Regions from separate parts of the Danio rerio genome. Here region 1 is linked to region 2. A link is a contact called in public Hi-C data. All regions are on one chromosome and are shown on one strand. The core of a region is the stretch at or near the end of the contact, and the rest is flanking DNA. Distances in the headings are between cores, read along the strand shown.

Region 1 (5,338 bases), core at 2,179-4,678, 140 kb after region 2:
TTTAAATACCTTTACTGAGATTTATAACAAAGTGGGACTGAGTCATTTTCATGCATGACTTAATTTCCTGACAATTTCAATAGTTTGGGGTCAGTAGGTTAGTACTTTTTGGTTTTAGAAGGAAATTATATTTGTTCATTAAATGTGACAAAGGTGTATACTATCTATATAATAAACACAGCGCTCAACATAAACACCCCAATTAAATTTAATTTTATATTAATTCACTTTTTTGAACATTTCTTGTAGAATGAGAAGTTCTAGGAATCAGGCATATTCAAGAATGAATGTGAAGTTTAGTTTATGTGCTGCAGAAGTTGGGATTTTGGGCTCAGAACAGGAAAAAAATGGCTTTTAAAAATATGTTGACATTTACAGACACAAATTGTAAAATAAAATGTATTTAGATTTTTTTCTTTACATCAGACTGAAAGAAAAACACTGAAAAGCCTACAATAGCTTTCTTGACTTAAACAGAGAATAAATGTTTGTCCGGTTTAACACAAACTTATTATTATAATTATTAATTATTAAACGTATTAAAATTACTATTAATACTGCTACTGTCTTTAGTTAAAAATTTGATATCGTCACATATATGTAATTATAATTTTTTAGATTTTTAAATTCCTTTGCTGAGATTTATAACAGGGCGGGGCTGAATCATTTTCATGCATGACTTATTTCCTGACAATTTCAATAGTTTGGGGTCAGTAGGTTAGTACTTTTTGGTTTTAGAGGGAAATTAAATGTGTAAATTAAATGTGAAAAGTGTATACTGTATATATAATATATAAAGTGCTAACCATAAACAATAAATATTTGTATTAATTTCTCAGTGAACATAGGTAATATATATATTTGGTGCATTTAAAAAAACAACAACAATATTTTAGTAAAAAAATCCTTAGAAATAGAAAGATCATACATTTAAATTCAAGCAAAATGTTGCAAAAATAAATTACAAACTACAATTTTTAAAATAGTTTTTGTTTCTCTTGATTCTCTTTCTAAACATTGTACTCAATATTTTCCCTGACATATAAATTTGTGTACTTGTATTTTTTGTATTAATCAACTAATTTAACAGTGACAATGCTCATTATTCAACAGTAAAACTGTAAATAAGCCAGAGGTAGCCACAAAGACAAATTTTAACCTTAACCCCTGGCAAATTTTAAAAAGGCAATCTAAAGTAAAAAAAAAACACATTATCCCACCTACAAAAAATACATACAACAAAAGGATAAAACATACTAAGAATTTCATAAAAAGTTATAGAAAATAATTTCACATGATTACAAACTTGCTTTGCCTTTAGCCTCTTCTTTTCTTTAACTTGTATTTATTTAAATAATTTGTAATACCCCTTAAATCAAGAGGAAGTGTGTTCCAGAAATGACTGTCTCTGACTGAGAAGACTGACCGTGCACAAGTTGTACATCTAAACTGCACAGCACAGTCTCCTCTTGAAATGGATCATGTTGCTCGATCATTATTATTCTTGTGTGTCACAAATTCACATAACGGTGGAGCACATCCATTAAAAATGTTAAAAATCATAGCATCAGCCAAATATTTTATATTATCAAAGCTCAATACATTTTTTTGTATTATATTACAATGATGATACATAGTCTTCTGACTTTAAGTGTCTTTGTATGAAGTGACAAAGACTAGCATGTAACAAACTAGTAAGACAATGTGTAATATGAGAAAAAATCATGGAGTGCATAAAAAGTTTTGCTGCTTTATTAGTCAAGTAAGGTCGTACTGTATATGCCTGAAGTTGGCCAGATTAAATTTAACAATTTTAATGACCTTCTTGGCATGCTTTTGGAAGGTCAATTGTGAATCTAAAATTAGAGCTAAATATTCATTACCAGAGACAACCCTGAGTTTTTCTCCTTCAGCAAATAAATCAGGATGATGGATAACTGTCAACGATAAAGAGAAAAACATACAAACAGTTTACTTATATTCAAATTTAGTTAAGAGCCACACAACCAATCAGAGACATGAACCAATGCCTCGGTTAAATAATTTGCTGCCAGTTAATTATGTGTGTGTGTTTGTATCTGTTTAATAAATCTGTTTTGTTCAAATGCACCAAAATATATTACCTACATTCACTGAAAAATGGATAAAAATATTCATTTTCAAAATAAAGTGTACTCATTTATGCTGACTAAATTCAGAATTATTAGCCCCCCTTTGAATTTTTTTTTCTTTTTTAAATATTCCCCAAAATTTTGTTTAACAGAGCAAGGAAATTTTCACAGTATGTCTGATAATATTTTTTTTCTTCTGGAGAAAGTCTTATTTGTTTTATTTTACCAAGAATAAAAGCAGTTTTTAATTAAAAAAAAAAAAACATTTTAAGGTCAAAATTAAGCTATTTTTTTCAATAGTCTACAGGACAAACCATCATTATACAATAACTTACCTAATTACCCTAACCTGCCTAATTAACCTAGTTAAGCATTTAAATGTCACTTTAAGCTGTACAGAAGTGTCTTGACAAATATCTAGTAAAACATTATTTACTTTCATCATGGCAAAGATAAAATAAATCAGTTATTAGAAATGAGTAATTAAAACTATTATGTTTAGAAATGTTTTCAAAAAATCTTTGTGTTAAACAGAAATTGGGGGGGAAATAAACAGGGGGGCTAATAATTCTGACTACACTTGTACACAAATAATTGTTAGATTTTTCCATTTCATTTTGATTTTAGATTAAGGTTTTAGTAAGTTTGAGGTTAATTTCTTTTTGTATTCTGTGTAGAAATTCAGATCAAAAGACTTTATGAATAATTTGATCATTTTACAAATATATTTCATATATCTGACCCCAAACGTCAAAGTTACTCCACATATATCATCAATTATTGTACATAAATATTAAGATCATACATTATAATTCAGTTAAAGACCTTTGGGGGATACAGTCAATGAAAAAGATTAATTTTTCTGGATCATCAACAACATTCACAGAGAATCTCAATCACAAGGACTATTACTCAAAATCCAGCAGTTTACAAACAGATGCACTGGTCAGCATCTCTTGAGTGGTCAAGACAGATGCGACTAACTCCATTCACCCCAATCAGATATGAAATATTATTTCTTCTCACACTACCATCTCTCCAATCAGCCCCCTCGACACATAGATTACACATGCTTATCGGAAGAATACACAACAGTTCGTCATTAGAACATTAATTGAAAAAGTGTAATTAATCTGCCTCAGTCCACCTCCTGGACCCCTGCCAGCATCATCCGAAACAGCACGAACATGCACAGAAACTACAGCGACTCAACACTGCCCCCTGTTGTCCACAAAGATCTCCATCTACCAGAGAGAAGAGGCTCATTTTTGTTGGCCAGACTGACACCCCAACGGGCTGCAATTACCCCACAGCAAACCCTATTGTCTGCATGTCACCCCCTGATGAGCGCGCACTGTAAGCAATCGTCTCTTTTTGCTCGCTGCATTTGTACAAATAGCTTCCAGAGGCCCTGAAAGAGAGAGCAATTTGGTATTTTGTGTCATTTGACAGGTGAATGGAGGATGCTGGCGGATACACTAACAGAATCATTTCGCGTACGTTTAAAAGGACAACGAGGGAAGAGGGGAGAGAGTGAAAAAAGTATTGGCGGAGAAATTAGTGTTGCTAAAACAGCGGTTGAGAAGACTTCAGTCACATGGAAGGAAGCTGTGATTAGTCCAATCTTTCATTAGCGTGTCGCTGACGGAGCCATTAGAACTGAGTCAGAGGAGTAAAACGCGGCTCGCTGAGGTCTGTTCATCAAATACGTCAAACTTCAGAGCTGGTCTGCAGGACTAGTGTATGGAGATCTGGTGTGATGTGTTGAGGACCAGTGCATGTACAAATGACCATTTCTATCATTTATGCATTCATTTTGAATCTATATTAATTACTTTCCTTTGTAAAACATGAAAGGAAATATTTTGAAAAAATGTGCAGGTTGCTCTTTTTTTGGTGCAGTTAAAGTGAATGGGGATTGAGCTTAGCGAGCTTCTAAAAGGATGCATATGCACCATAAACATGGTCCAACAACTTGTTTTATTCTAAATCATCTAAAGTCACACAATAGAATTCCCTGCAGAGTAAGGTTTTCAGTATGGACTACTTTTATGATGTACAGAGTTATTTGGGTTATTGAGGTGAAGAGCATGGGTTTGGAAAAGCAAGAAAATGGATAAATGAAGGTGGTTTTATATGAGTGTACTAAAAAATTCAGTATAAAAAAGAAATAGCGTACTGTGAAAAAGGAAGCAAAAAAATAAAAATAAAAACACGAAAAATGCTTTAAAATCAACCAAATGAATTGTTTTTTGTTTTTTAATTAAACGAATTTTTTTTTTTTTTAAGTGGAAACATTAAATGGGAAAAAGGCCCCACAATAGATTAAAACATCATTACATATTACTGACAATGTTTAAATTATTTGAAAAAGTATTGACACCTTTAAATCTTTCCCTGCCATTGTTGAGAAAACTTGTTTGTCAAGAGAAAATGCTTTCCCACCTTTGACAGGTGTTTACTGCAATTCATGTTTGAGTAATATTATGGTAAGGGAAGCCCTAACGCATGGTCTGAGTAAGGTAGAGATCTTCTCTGATTTCTGGGAACAAAATATAAGATGATCAATGTAAGTGAAAAATCGCAGGTGAAAAAAATAAGGTTATACAACTTTCCTTTGTCTTAATCCCCTAATTATCACAGCTCATCACAGAGAAATGATCAGCCCCCATCGATCTGCATGAGGTTAGGAATGTGTTTTACACACAGATGCATGCATGAGCTTGTGCACACACACATACTGTATTTGTGTTTTGTTTGTGTTTATGTGCACACGTGTGAATAAACAGTTGAAGTCAGAATTATTGGCCCCCCTTTGAATTATTATTTTTTTAATTATTTCCTAAATGACGTTTAACAGAACAAGGAAAAGTCTTGATGTTTCGGCTAGAATAAAAGCAGTTTTTATTTTTTCAAAAACATTTTAGGGTCAAAATTATAAGTCCCTTTAGGCTTTTTTTTTTTCTTTTACAATAACTTGCCTAATTACCCTAACCTGCATAGTTAACCTTATTAACCTAGTTAAGCCTTTAAATATCACTTTAAGCTGTATAGAAATGTCTTGAAAAATATTTAATCAAATATTATTTACTGTCATCATGGCAAAGATAAAATAAATCAGTTATTAGAAATGAGTTATTAAAAATATTATGTTTAGAAATGTGTAGAAAAAAATCTTCTCTCCTTTAAACTGAAATTGGGGTAAAAATAAACAGGGGGGCTACTAA
Region 2 (5,435 bases), core at 986-3,485:
TGCCTCAGCATTTTTCACAGGTTAAGGAGGGTTTTTTATCCACAGTTTGGTCTGGTGTGTTATGTTGAAATCCAGCGCATCTAATTCATCATCTTTTTTCTTTTCTTTTTGCTCCCAGAAGCCCCACTCTTGTGAAAAATATGATTTCTGGACTGGGATTTGGCTCACTGAATGCCAGCTATCAGGTGAGACTCTTACTTTTGAAAACTTTTTGTAAAATGTAGAACGTCTAGTTTGAGAGTTAATGATTCCTTCCTTTTCAGTAATTTGATCGAACTGATGTACAATGTAAATCACTGTAAATGATTCATTGATGAACTGGTTGGGATCTGAATGATTTTACTTAATAGTTATTGCAAACATTGGAAAAGATAAATGGAAAGATTTTTTGAGAATGTAATTTTATATTTTTCTCTAAGATATAAATTTGGGCTACTATTTTTTACTATTATTGTAATTTATTTTGTTAGATGAGCTCCAGATTTGGCTTCAGGACCGTATTATCCAATGTATATGCACAAATATAATATTGTATCCTATAGAAAATGTTAATTTAACTGAGAGATCTGTGGGGGTGTACTCATATATGCTGAGCACTGTATATGTATGTATGAACTATTTATTTATTCATGTTCATTTATATTCATTATTAGATTTTTTATTATATCTGTTTATATTTTTTACACTTGGACTTGTATTTATTTACTAATAAATAAATAAAAAAATTTAAAAAATATTATGGAGAACAAAACCTACAAAACATAAACAAATAAATCCACAAATTCCTGCATAAATAAACAATAAATAAATAAATATGCAAATAAATAAATAGATGTATATGTAAATCTACAAATTCCTGTATAAATAAAATAATAAATAAATAAATAAATATATGCATATATAAATATACAAATTCCTGCATAAATAAATATATAAATAATTAAAAGTACATAATAAAAAATGGGGGGTTGGGGGTTATATTTATTTATTTATTTCCATATTTATTTATTTTTTTTATTTATTTTTGCAGGAATTTGTGGATTTAATTATTAATTTATTTATTCATTTGCATGTTTTTGTCCTCTATAAAATATGACATAACATGTAAAATAACATTACAAATGACATTTACCATTAAAAAATAATAAACAACAGAATACAGTGAAATTGAATATATTGGTTATGAACTTTAAACTTTTGGGTAAATTCAAAATAGAAATGTATAGTTTCCTTTTTACCCAATATTCACTTTTTTGCATTCAAAATATTAATTTTAAGTAAAAAATCTGCCTTTTCATATTCTGATTTGTGATTGCGGTATTTTTGGTCTGGTTCATAGTCTGATCTGATTGATTTGTTATTGAGTCGATCCAAAATAAAATAAGTATGAAAAAAAAAATCTACATTTCACCCATTACTTTGGCATCAGCATTTCTAAACTATAATTCATGAAAGCTCTTAAATATTTTGTCTACTAAACATCAGCTAGAACTTGACATCTGAAATGTGAGCCGAACAGTCTTATAAGTTTATTTCAGTCATTTATTCTTGAATCTCCAAATCATTTTACAGCTCCTGGAAAAGAAAAGAAAAAATGTGAGAATCCTGCACAGATCAAGCACACAAGGGCACTGATAACAATTTCTTCCTCTAATTAGCTGCTTCTCCCAAACCTCCTCCGTTCTCCTCCCTCCATCGCACACGCAGCCATATGTGATTTATAGCGTCAAATATTTGTCAATGAAGGTCACAGCATAAAATTAGTGTCTGTCCTAGAAAATCTCCTGAATCCACCGGTGTCACCGCAACTCTCGTTCGGAGCGTTCGCAGCCCTGCTCTGAGTTTGTGCGTTTGTGTTTTCTCTGTGTGTGTGTGTGTTTTTTTTCCCTGTGTGACGAGACAGAGATGGATATGGGAGGTTAGCCTTTGTTAGCTTGCGTCCTGGTCTGGGTGTGTGTGTGTGGGTTTGTGTATGTGTGTGAGTGTGTGTGTGGCGCTCTGTCAGGTCTGTGCCCATCCATCTCCTCTCAGGACAAGCAGTGTCAGCGGCTGACAAACAAACAGCCCAGCTAATCACAGGCCAACACACATACACGCACACACACACACACACACACACACACACACACACACACACACACACACACACAGACACACACACACACACACACAGTTTCTCCGGCCTGGCCCAGTTTGTCCCACTCTGACCCTGCAGGCCATCTCTATGGAAATGGAACTGCTCATCCTGAAAAGGCCACACATAAACTAGCCTTTAACAAAAGAGCAGACACACAGTGTGCACAACAACAGCCTGACGAAGTGTGAGAGAATGATGTCTATCTGCTGAGTTTGTGTGTGTTTTAGATGGCAGTGTTAATCATACTTTTAGGGTAAATGTAACTAATTTTTATTAAATATTTGTTAATATTTACTTCCCCATTTGTTTAATAGCATTAAGAATTAAAAAAGTATGCATTACAAGTTTATAAAAATGTTGTTTTAATATGCAAATTATGGATTGGAATTAAATATGTACTTATTTAAAATCTGAATATTAGATCAGTCTGGTTCTTTATTATTTTTTTATGCATTAGAGTCAAAGGATTTTACAGAGTGTATAGTGGGATATTTTATCACTCCATAATTCAGAAAGAACTATGAACAGCTGGAAACAAAATTTAGAATAATAAATAAAATATACTTTTAGTCACTTTATGTATGGACAAATCTGTGTGTAAAATGCTTTAGAATACAGATATGAGCAAAACAAATTCACCTGCGCTGTTCATCTGAATTTAGTTAGTTAAGTTTTAGTTTATTTTAGTTTAAAACAAAAAATAGGCCTCATTTAGTTGACAACAGTTAAACTGTGCGTGAGCCTGATCATCTTTCTTGCCACCACTTGCTCTCTCTACAGAATCACTATGAATTTGCCTTTAACAATCTATTCTTGTCCTGTCTTTCTTTCTGTCAGCTCTCTCTCTCTCTCTCTCTCTCTCTCTCTCTCTCTCTCTCTCTCTCTCTCTCTCACTCTCTCTCTCCCTCTCTCTCTCTCTCTCTCTCTCACTATAATGAACTACATTTCATTAAGATGTCTAAATTAAGATATCCGAATGTATCATTTCCTTGAATAGATTTGTTATATTTTACTTGTACCCTTTTATTAATATAAATACAAAATATATATTGTGTTTTCTTAAATTTGTATCATCGTCATATGATTTGCATTGGGTAAAATAAACTAAATTAAAAATAAATATTTTATGAATTAAATATTACATATTTTTACTTTGTTTTAATTTAATATTTACTAAATAAAGAGTTCAAAGAATCAAATGGGTATTACCAAAAAAAATAATATGCTAAAACACTTATCATAACATATATACACACATTCAGTGGGTTAAAGATGTAGAGCACCAGAGTGTGTGTGCGCGTGTGGGGTTGTATATGTGTGAATGTGGTATCAGTGATCGTTCTGCACTGTTATATGGAAGTAAGGAGACCCCTAGTGGTGAAACAATCTAACCTGCTGCAACACTGCTGCCATTTTTTAACAACTTTAAAGACATTTAATAATGAAAATAAAAATAAAAAACAATTAAACTTAGAGTAATTTTCCTCAGTTTTTTAAAGGAAACTGTATTCACTTATCTTGACCCTTCACAGTGTTAAAAAAGAGATGCTTCATCCAAAATGTTATCACCATTTACTCAAACTCAAGTTGTAGCAAAACTTTGTGAGTTTTTTATCTTGTATAGAATAAAATGTAATCATTCAACCAATAATTAAACTTGTTAAAATAAGTGGTTTCTATTGTAAAAAAAAAAATTAAAATGTAATTAGTGCTTTTCTGAAGGAACTATCAAAAGAATTTTCGTCTTCTATCAATATTAGTTTCAGTGTATATTTTAGAATTTATTTTAATGTGTTAAATTGGTGTTTAGTCAACTTTTTAATGATCATTAATGTTAAAACTGGTTGTGCTGTCTTTGTTTTGATATTTCTCTAAAGATTGTTGCAGGTTATTATGTTTTAATTAAAGAGATATAATTAATTCCGACAATTGTAGCAATTTTGTCTTCTGATCTTCTTTCTGCTGAGCAATTAAAGTATATTTAAGTTGATTATTTTTGTAATAATAGAAATGTTCATATTCGGTACACTTAAATTGTTATTTGTTTTTAATATAGCAAACCTTTTTAAGTTACTTTATTTATCTTTATTTAATTTTTTCCCATTCTATTACATTCTAAAGAATATTGAAAACCATTGACTTCCAGCGGTTGATAATAAAATCAGTAGTTACTAGTTTCCATCATTCTTCAGAATATAATAGAATGGGAAAAAATTAAGGCAGATTTTAAAAAAGGACTGATGAGTAAATGTTCATTTTGGTTGACCTCTCCTCTTAACTTTTCTTAATGGTGTAATGTTGTGTTGTGCAGGCTGCGCTGGCGGAGAGCAGTCTTGGTCTTCTGAACAGCCCCACGCTGATGAACAACAGCACAGGTGCGAGTCTCAACATGCTGCACATTGGCCATGATGATGTCAGCAGCACCGTTGAACAAGTCAACAGTAACGGCAGCTGCAGCCCCGGCCTTTCTCCACATCAGTACGGGTGAGACTACTCAACTGATCTCTTGTACAGTTATGATAAAGCACGTGTGACACTGATGCTTTACCACAATCTCTGATTCTGATGAAAGTAACACTTCATTCAGAAGTTTGCTGTTTGGCTCATGAAACATTTTTATTATAATCAAAGTTGAAAACAGTTGTGCTCTCCTAATATACTATACACACACACACACACACACACACACACACACACACACACACAGACACATACAGTTGAAGTCAGAATTATAAGCCCCTCTTAGAATTTTTTTTTCTTTTTAAAATATTTTGCAAATGATGTTTACCAGAGCAAGGAAATTTTCACATTATGTCTGATAATTTTTTTTATCCTGGAGAAAGTCTTATTTGTTTTATTTCAACTAGAATAAAATCAGTTTTATTTTTATTATGGACCACTTTAAGGTCAAAATTATTAGCAATTTTTTTTTCCAACTGTCTACAGAACAAAGCATCATTATACAATAACTTGTCTAATTACCCTAACCTGCCTAGTTAACCTAATTCACCCAATTAAGCCTTTAAATCTCACTTTAAGCTGTATAGAAGTGTCTTGAAAAATATCTAGTCAAATATTATTTACTGTCATCATGGCAAAGATAAAATAAATCAGTTATTAGAAATGAGTTATTAAAACTATTATTTTTAGAAATGTGTTGGAAAAATCTGCTCTCTGTTAAACAGAAACTGGGGAAAAAATAAACAGGGGGGCGAATAATTCAGGGGGGCTAAAAATTCTGACTTCAACTGTATGTATTACTTTATATAGTTGATGGTAAAATTATTAACCCTGTTTG

What was found. A called contact is a pair of places that touch in the nucleus more often than the background predicts.
Region 1: a Hi-C map of hematopoietic stem cells shows a contact between it and region 2, with 2.5 times the contacts expected there. The contact joins two enhancer-like sites. A contact is called at or near these places in 5 of 18 Hi-C or Micro-C datasets (caudal fin, embryo, hematopoietic stem cells and 1 more) and 1 of 4 datasets of contacts at active chromatin or transcription factors (caudal fin).

What each region holds. Positions count from the first base shown.
Region 1 is chr11:24,326,028-24,331,365 of GRCz12tu, forward strand. The region is part of intron 7 of LOC137496650 (a long non-coding RNA gene); the gene reads right to left. Among named protein-coding and RNA genes, the nearest start is that of tfeb, 91 kb to the right of the region's middle. Within about 2 kb of position 3,429, at least 3 of the 62 cell types and tissues checked have an H3K27ac peak or open chromatin away from gene starts, as enhancers often do.
Region 2 is chr11:24,189,281-24,194,715 of GRCz12tu, forward strand. foxp4 (forkhead box P4) reads left to right here. Exons shown (of 18, transcript NM_001199491.1): 16 at 119-185; 17 at 4,449-4,621. Among named protein-coding and RNA genes, the nearest start is that of mdfi, 24 kb to the right of the region's middle. Within about 2 kb of position 2,236, at least 17 of the 62 cell types and tissues checked have an H3K27ac peak or open chromatin away from gene starts, as enhancers often do.